Regions from separate parts of the Mus musculus genome. Here all the other regions are linked to region 1. A link is a contact called in public HiChIP or PLAC-seq and promoter capture Hi-C data. All regions are on one chromosome and are shown on one strand. Each heading gives the region's core, a stretch centred on a gene start, on an enhancer-like site or on the middle of the called end of the contact. The rest is flanking DNA. Distances are from core to core; before and after follow the strand shown. Region 1 holds the start of Cass4 (Cas scaffolding protein family member 4). Region 2 holds the start of Prelid3b (PRELI domain containing 3B). Region 3 holds the start of Ctsz (cathepsin Z).

Region 1 (2,866 bases), core at 134-2,633:
GTGTCTCTCTTGTGAAAAGCCTTCTGGAAATTACTACTTCTTCCCTGTGGACTTTGGCAGGGAGCATGTGGCTGACAGCTACTTCTATTTGCTAAGACAGATTCACACCGTAGTCCAGACTGGCCTAGAACTCTGAGGTGGCCCAGAACAGCCTTAAAGTCGCAGCTGTTCTCCTGTCTCAGCACTGTAGATGTGGGGGTGGGAGCATGCCCGGTTCTACATTTGTCTAGAGCCTGTTCATCCTGTCTAGTCATTGTCACCCCCTTTCGCTACTGTCGCCTGCAGATTGCTGATCACTGGTTCCTTAAAGACCATTTAAAATAGAGACAGCATTCTATCTGTTTGCTTGTTTTGATTGCATTTATTTTATCTGGGGAGGGAAGTATGCACACGAGTGGCAGTATGCATGCAGAGGTCAGAAAGACAGCTTGCAGGAGTCCTCTTCTCCCACCGTGTAATTCCAATAACTCCAACAAGTTTTCAGCTTAGCAGCTGACAGCTTCACCCACTGAACCATCTCACTGGTTCAATTTTTTTAAATTTACTTTTTTTTTCCACTTTGAGTTCGGGGCTGGCCCCAAACTTACTTTGTAAGTCAGGCTATCATTAAACTCACTGAGATTAGCCAGCCTCTGCTTTCTGGGAGTGCTGGTATCAAAGGAGAGTGCCACCGTGGTCTGGCTATGGCATGCTTTTTAAATCTCACACCTGGGAGGCAAAAATAGGTGGGTCTTGGTGAGTTTAAGGCCAGCCTGGTCTACAGATCGAATCCCAGGGGAGCTGGGAGGAGCTGCTTAGAAGAGGGGACCCTTATGCTGAAATGAAATGAAGCCTAAGCTAGTTTTGGGTTTTTGTTTTGTTTTCTTATTTGTTTGTTTGGTTTTTTTGGGGTTGTTTGTTTGTTTGTTTGTTTTTGGTTTTGGTTTTGTTTGTTTTTTGGTTTTTTTTTTTTTGTACTCCGTGGCTCCTCTCTGGATATTGGGTCTGAGTTGAGGGAAACTTTAAACTTGGGAAGTCGTGAGGACTCCACTTCATGAGTTCAGAGCACTCGCTTGACACAAAGAGCCAAGTGTGGGGCAGTATCTGGTGCTCTCAGCAGCGCCCGCTAAAATATAACCACGGAGAATTGGAGTGAAGGTGTAGAAAACGTGGGGTTCAGAGCAGGGCAGTTTACTCCTGTTACCCCAGCTGTCACACCGCAGGGGACAGGAAGGAAGACATGCTGACCCTCAGCGGAAGTCCAGCAGCTTTGCTTCATCATGGAAATGTGTTGCCTCGCTGGGTGGGAATTGTTCCATTAGTCTTCAAGGGACAAGAATGCGGTGTGATCCTACGCTGGGCTGCTCAAAGTAGGAACTTCACCTTGTAAAGCAGAAGGGTGGGTTTTTTTTTTTTTTTTTTTTTCTCCTTCTTCTTCTTTTGTGGTTTCACACAGCAAAGGAGTGTCAGCCTCCACTTACCATGAAGTGGGACAGCAGGCATGGAGGCGTGGGTGTGGCCTGAAGCTCTGGCCCCGCCTCCCCCGTTCCTTTCATTTGACTCTCTTTACTTGAAAGAATCATCTCGACTGTTTCCATGTGTTGGCAAACAGTTCCATAGAATCCAGCTCCTGGGAACCAGCCAGCAGCATGCAGTGATATTGCATCATTGGTCCCTGGAACCAGATATATCAGCGGCAGAACTCCGAGGACCCTGCTCACATCACAGCCATGAGAGGCACCAGCATCAGAGAGGGTGCGCCCAAGGTGAGTGACTGATTGGGGCTGAGTGCATGAGAGCAACAGTTGACTCAACTGTTTTTATCTTTGGGTCTCTAATGAACACGAAGGGTAGGTTATTAGTGGCAGGCAGGTTTGGAATGAGAAAGCTTTGCTCTTTACCAGTTGTTGGTTTCAAGATGACTGGAAATGATGGGGTGAAATCGGCAGGAGGCAGACAGCCCAAGCCCCCACTGTGTGTCTCTTCACCACTCAGCAAACTTCTTAAACATTCTCTCTTTCTCTGCATCCTGAAGGTGCTTAGTGTGGCTCTCAAGGATTCTGACTGGCTTGGGGCACTCACTTCTCTTGAATAGAGAGAGCTTAGACCTTGGCTCTACTCTTGCTAACTCCAATAAGGACACCCATGAACTGCCTTCGTGTTCCTTTGGGCGCTGGGGACTGGAACTCTGGTACAAACTGCAAGTCTGGGCCAGGAACCAAGAGACGGTCCTATAGCATATGTATAGCATGGCACACTGCTAACCCAAGAAGGGCACTGGAGCCTGAGATGTGACGATGGTACTTGCAATACAGGCATAAGGACCTGAATTCAGTACCCAGTACCCACATAAAAAAACAAAAAACAAAAAACAAAAACAAACAAAAAAAACAGGCATGAAAGCGTGTACCTGTAACCCCAGAGACGGCAAGGAGGTGACAGCAAGGTCCCTGTAGTTCTCTGGCCAGCATCCCTAAGACAAGCAACTCCAACTCCACACACACACACACACACACACACACACACACACACACACACACACACAAATAAAGTGGGTGGGTGATGGAGAAGGACATTGTGACATCAACTTTTGGGTTTCACACACCCATACTGTATGCGGGGGCTTGGGGAGAAGGAGGAGAGATCACAAGGAAAGTGAAGCTCACAGTCGTTGCTTTTCTGTCCCCTCCTATTCTTTCAAAATGTGATAGAATGGTAGATACAAAAGAGCCATGAAACAGTTGCTAAATGGGAGGCTGCTTGCCGGAATTAAATGTTGCTTGTCATTGTGATAGTAACAAGTGTTGGGCGTGGGATCCAGGGCTGGGGTCTGTGGCGACTCCTTGTTTAGATGACTTGTAAATATCTGAGTTGAGAATCTTGCCCC
Region 2 (2,866 bases), core at 217-2,716, 2.1 Mb after region 1:
GCCGAGGAAAGAGTATAGATGTAGAGAACCGTAAGGGAGGAACAAGTTCTAAGTTCTAAGGATGACACTTTGGGCCAACAGCTCTGAAGCAAAGCATTCAGATGTAGAAGAGGACTGGGGTCCAGAACCCCTTGTTCTGAAACAGACAGCATCCTAAGGACCACAGCCCCTCAGTCCCAGAAGTGGTACAAACGTTGAGAGTCCCTTCTAGTTCTAGTAGTTTGTCCTTTCTGGGACACAGCAGGTACTCAGATATGATCTACTATGTAAAACTTCTTTTACAATTACCCTCAGTAATCAGGATTGGCATTTGTAGATTAAAAGGCACCATAAAGCTATACTATTAAAACAGTGTGGCAACATTGGCCAAGTGAGTGAAGGAGCTCAGATCATCTGGAAGTGGTTTCGGATGTAAGTCAACAATAACTATGACAAGATGACATTGTAGAATAGAGCACAATAAATCAGTCAGAAAGGAGGGCTGGAACAAGGCGTAAACCAGTTATTTAGGTAGAAAGCTCTGTTGTTCTTGTGTGTGGCACCATGAACCTGGGTGGTATAATTCCCAACACCCCACTGACTCTGATCCTGTTTCCCACTATAAGTTCAGAGAACCATAAAGCTGTGACTGGATGTGATAGCAGACACTGGCTATCAGTCAGCTGTCATGGCTGAGAGGAATAGGAAACAGAGGTGACAAATTATCTGCAAGAGCAGGCCCTGGTCTCTAGATCAAGAGATCTTGATCAAGAAATCAAGAGATCTGCTCTCCAGATTGACTGTCATCAATGTTTGGCATCATGGTAGCATGAGCTGAGACCAACAGGAAGACACTCCACGTGGGTGGCCAGCTTTCTAGATGTCCGTGGGGGTGAGGGGCGCTATAACATGGGGGATTTCAGTCAGAACAACCCAGGTCACTCAGGCCATCATGCCATCACTGGGGTTCAGCCACGACACCGTGAGTCTGTCAGGTATCAGTCAGGGCACTCCAGCCACCACAAGCCGTCGGGGTTCAGTCAGGTCCCGGTGAGTCTGTCAGGTATCAGTCAGGAAACTCCAGGATACCCTGGATACGTCGGCGCTCAGGACACCCCAAAACCCTGTGAAGCCCTCGGGCCTCGTGCTCTGTGACCCCTGGAGTCACTTCCGGATCAGGCTCGACGGCCCGCTCTTGTCTTCCGTCAGTGGCGACGGTGTGGGAGGAATTCCCAGGCCTGGGGACAGGGAGCCCTAGCTCGGGTCGGGGTCGTGACCTTGGCGATCCCCCCGAGTCCCGAGCTCCGCTTGTCTCGCTACACCCGACGCCAGGAAGTTCCCCGAGGGCGCCGGAGGCGGGCGCCGCACCCACACTCACTCAAAGACGTGCTCCGAAGTCCAGATCTTCATGGTGCCAGCTGCCTGCCCGGTGTCCCTCAGTGTCCGGGGACAGTGAGGCACAGAAGTTCGCCGGCCCCGCCCCGTCCCGGCCGGCCGGCCTCGCAGCGCGCAGGCGCCGTCGAGCCAGGCGCTAGGACGCCCGGAAGTGCCATCCCGCGGCCTAGCCAAGCCGGGTTTGGCTCCGCCCCGCGGCGCAGTCCTGCCCAGTCTTCTTGGCTCAGAGCAACCAAGCCCCGCCCCCCATGCTCGGCGCAATCAAGTCCCTCCTTCGTGAAGGCTCAGTGCGCCGGCGCAGAGCCGAAAAGTGAGGCGGCCGGCCGGCGCCGCACTACGCATGCGCGGGCCTTGGCGGCGGGACTTTTTGGCTGGTTTGGCGGGTTGCTGATATGTGTCTAAAGTTCTCATTGGATGTGGCTGAGCCTGGCGGCGTTTGCCAGAGTACGGTTTTGTGGTGTGGTCTTAGAGAGTTAGTCCCACCTCTTCAATCTAAGCAGTGGGGTGGCGGGACAGGGGTGGTTTCAATCAGCACCCGTGCCCTTGCCAGCCCAGGGTTGGTTACCCTTGGTGGAACAGGCCACCCAGACAGGGCTGGACCAATTGCTCTACGGTCATAGGTCATCTCCATCACCATTTCTCAGTGATGCCCACGCCCTCCTGTGCCTCCACAACTTCCTGTTACATATTCCTCAGCAATTACCACTCTGGAGTCATCTTGTTTATCTGTTAGCTCCCATTGTAAGTCATCCCCCAGAAAGCCAGCCCTGGCCTGTCTCCATCATGGCACTCAGCACCTCTGGATAGCAGGGGTTTAAAGGTTATTGAAAATGAAATAGTTATTTGAGGAATGAATTAATTAGGCCATTTAGTTTATCTGCTTGACTTCTAGTCTGTAGGCACGTGAGGGTGAGGCTCTTGCTAGGCTTGTTCAGTGATTTCCTCCCTGTACCTAATAATTACAGATGACATTCGTGAGAGAATGACTAAGAAGTGAGGGGGCAGGAGCGGATGGCATGTGGTTCTATTCAGAGATGTGCCGGGTAAGATGGACGAACTGCTTGGCTTGGGTTTCAGGTGTAGCTTCCCACCTCTGCGCACCCTGTTCCCCGCATCCTGTGCCTCCCGACAGAACAATTTGCCTTTTGAAATGACAGTTGGAGGAAAATCTTTGCATCTCGGTACTTAAAGAGCTACTTAGAATTACCCTTTGTCCCTAGTTTGTTCAATTGTTAAAAACAAATAAAGCCAGGTTAATTTAGGAGGGTGGATCATTTTTTTTTTTAAAATAGCCAAAGCAGTTTATATTTTAAAAGATAGAAAAATTATATTAGACAGGAAGGAAATAATATGGTTGGTAGCTGCTAAGTGTAATTTGTTTTACCTGGGGGATTATATATATATATATTCAGTACTTTGAGTGATTTCTTGGGGAGATAATGTTTTAAGGGCTGCTGAGAGGGCCCCAGCCTTTGTTAAGATGTGAAGTTAG
Region 3 (2,866 bases), core at 235-2,734, 2.0 Mb after region 1:
GGGGATGGCAAAGCTGAATCTCCATGCTACAGGTAGATTGGCACTCCCTGGCTCCTGCTTCCTCTACCAAGGAAGGGCACAGCAGCCCTCTGGGGCCTCTCTCTTCCTACTGAATGAACTTCTACTTGACTCTTGGGCGGCCAGGCTAAGGTTCGAAGAAGAGAGCTGGGGGGGCCATTTCGTACTGGGGAACATGTTCACCTCAAATGCCAGCTGCTACTGAGAAGCAGTTTCACTTCCACGCCCCACAAACCAACTGTGAACTCAGTGATTTTGCAACACCGGTCCCATGGTTCTCAATGGCTGAAGTCACAAGTTCTGAGGAAGGGAAGGTTCCTGGGAGCCACTTGTCACCAGATTCCAGCCCAAGCCTGTCCCACAGAGGCCCTAGTAGGCCCACAGGAGAGAACTCCAGAATGACACAGCCACCTCACTCTGGCTGAGGGGAAATCCAAGTCTGAATCATGGTACAGGGCCATGGGCCCCTGTAGCCCCGGGCTATGGCTATCATGGCTCACCTAAAGGTAGATTGGATGGTGAAGTGCAGCCACCCACCTGGCCAAGATACTGGCCCTGCCCTAGGCTTAGCATGGAGCGCCAGGCCACCTACCTGCCATGGCACTGGTGCTGCCGTGGGCCCAGCAGGAACCACAGTACTGTGGGATGTGCTGGTTCCTGGTGACGCTGGCATAGTTGACACCGTTCACATTTCTCCAGTCCCAATTCTTGGGGAGATCCGCTGGGGACAGGTACTCATGCGGCCGAGGATAAGTCCTGGGAGGACATCATGGCAATGGAAACCAACTCTGGAACGCATAGGGCCTCCCCTCTCCCTACCCCCACCAGGGCCACAAATCCAGTCATTTCTCCTGTTGGCCTTCTTCCCAAACTGTGGTCGGTTCAGAACTTGACCCAGAAGAGCCACCAGCAGAACCCAGGACTATTGGAAGCTGAATGTGACAGAGCATCTCCGAAATACGCTAATGCTCACTAACAAAGGCAGTAGAGGCGAGAACTGCCCAAACCAGCAAACCCCAGAGCTCCCCGGATGTGAAAATCATCCCAAAAGGAAGGGATGGGATTTGTGCTTCCCAGGCCTAATGAGGGAGGATGGGGCAAGGTCCCAAGTGTCAGGGGGTGCGCGCCTGGCCTAGAAGTTGACCCTTTTCCTCCCTAGGCACAGCCCCGCGCCCACCTGCGCCCCAGCAGAGCCAGCTGGTCCCCGCGAATGGGATGGTAGCAAGTCTGGCCCGAGCGGAAGTAGAGTCTGGCCCGTGCCGCACTCGCCAACAGCAACATCAGCAGCACCAGGGGCAGCTGCTGCACCGACCCCGACGACGCCATGCTCCTGCTCCGGGCCAATTCGGATCCTGGATCACGCGCAGCACCTTCGACCTCTTGACCCGACCCGCAGGCCCACGCGCTCGGGACGCCCCGCCCGGTCCTTTAGGAGGCGCCCAAGTTGGACACACCCCGAGGGCGGGGCCTTCCCCGCTGCTCCTGCCCCCGCCCCGCCCCGCTCGGCAGCCCCCAGGAGATAATCTGCCTCACTAGGAATCAAACAACCGGATCAGCAGAACCTGGGGTCACACAACCAGACCCCAGACCTGACAGTGCCACCAGCCATTGTGATAACACGGACTGACAGCAAAACTTAAGTTTACTATTCAGAGACCCAGGCATCCTGGAGCAGGGTAGGGCTCAGCAGGCTTCCATTGGCCCACTCAGCCCAGATTCTTTTGTTTCTCTGCTCTGGAGTGTGGTGCAGTGTCCCATTAGGTTAGGTCTCCCTAGGAGCGCACAGAGATATCCTGAGGCTGGAAGAAGGTGTGGGTCATACCCAGCATTGGACTCTAGCCTGGCTTTCTGAGCCCCTCCTCTCCACCCCCCAAGACCCAGGCTTTTCCTGAAGAGACAGCTCTCCTTCACAGAGAAGGATCCTTCCAGGATTACTCTTTTCTTTTTTCTTTTTTTTCTTTTTTTTCACTTGGCACATATATCGTGAGTCCCTGGGGTTCTGGAAAGGGTCCCTGCTAACCAGACTCTTCCAAGATGAGGAACTGAGAAAGAAGTGGGACCTGGCCAGCCTAGGTTTCGTAATGGGAGAATTTCCCCTTCCCCCTGTGCCCCGTGAGCTATTGTCAGCAGTCCCAGGCCACAAAGCTATCTCTTCTTCTGTAAGAAACATCCCCTGGTGTTTTATCTCAGGCTCTCTCCAGGTGGTGGGTGTGAGATTCCTGATGCGCGATGGCCAGTGGGGCTACAGCCATTCCTCTGTCTGTGGATAGGGGCAGTCAGAAATCATAATGGCTGTCTTGCTGCCTGCCTTTCCAGATCACCCAGGATTCCAACAAGACTCAAAAGCCTGCTGGATACCTCCTGTCAGAGAGCAGAACAAGACCTCAGAAGCAAACTTGGGGCTACCCTTAACAACGCAAGAGTTTTGTTCCCTGTTGCTATAAAGTAGTCACGGAGGCAAATGAACACTGGCATCTGTATGTTGAAATCTTTCATCCTGGGGGGTCATGGCAACCTCTCCCTTCTGCTGGGTGGTAAGTAGCCTGGTAGGAATGAGGGCCTCCCAAGGCCCAGGCAGAGACCTGAGTTCCCTAAGCCAGTTCTCCCCAGTAGTGACCATGCATTGACCTTAGAGCCCTTCGGTCCACTCTGGGGGAGTGTCGCCTCCCACGTGGGTTCCACATGGGCTCTCTCTCGCAGGAAGGGGACAATTGGTCTTGGCGATTCTATGGCATCCCACAGGCAAGGTCTAGTGAAGAGCACAATAGGGCAGCAGCGTTTATCGGGAGAGTGTGTACTCAGTGTGCTCACGGTCCCAAGTTCAATCCCTGGCACAGATAACGAGCAA

What was found. Promoter capture Hi-C pulls out the DNA fragments that hold promoters and counts their contacts. HiChIP or PLAC-seq counts read pairs in DNA pulled down with a chosen protein or histone mark.
Region 2: a contact with region 1 is called in a promoter capture Hi-C map of pre-B cells, with 4 times the contacts expected there. The contact joins the promoter of Prelid3b here to the promoter of Cass4 in region 1. A contact is called at or near these places in 3 of 39 promoter capture datasets (liver, neutrophils and pre-B cells) and 2 of 115 datasets of contacts at active chromatin or transcription factors (pro-B cells and thymic regulatory T cells).
Region 3: a contact with region 1 is called in an H3K27ac HiChIP or PLAC-seq map of bone marrow-derived dendritic cells, with 9 times the contacts expected there. The contact joins the promoter of Ctsz here to the promoter of Cass4 in region 1. A contact is called at or near these places in 1 of 39 promoter capture datasets (pre-B cells), 1 of 484 Hi-C or Micro-C datasets (B cells) and 1 of 115 datasets of contacts at active chromatin or transcription factors (bone marrow-derived dendritic cells).

The regions. Positions count from the first base shown.
Region 1 is chr2:172,392,261-172,395,126 of GRCm38.p6, forward strand. Cass4 (Cas scaffolding protein family member 4) reads left to right here and starts at 1,384. Exons shown (of 7, transcript NM_001080820.3): 1 at 1,384-1,745. The coding sequence starts at 1,710.
Region 2 is chr2:174,471,475-174,474,340 of GRCm38.p6, forward strand. It overlaps Prelid3b (PRELI domain containing 3B), which reads right to left and starts at 1,467. Exons shown (of 6, transcript NM_025531.2): 1 at 1,358-1,467. The coding sequence starts at 1,389. Gm38546 (a long non-coding RNA gene) reads left to right here and starts at 1,537. Exons shown (of 2, transcript XR_867090.2): 1 at 1,537-2,115; 2 at 2,340-2,635.
Region 3 is chr2:174,437,555-174,440,420 of GRCm38.p6, forward strand. Ctsz (cathepsin Z) reads right to left here and starts at 1,485. Exons shown (of 6, transcript NM_022325.5): 1 at 1,196-1,485; 2 at 611-774. The coding sequence starts at 1,344.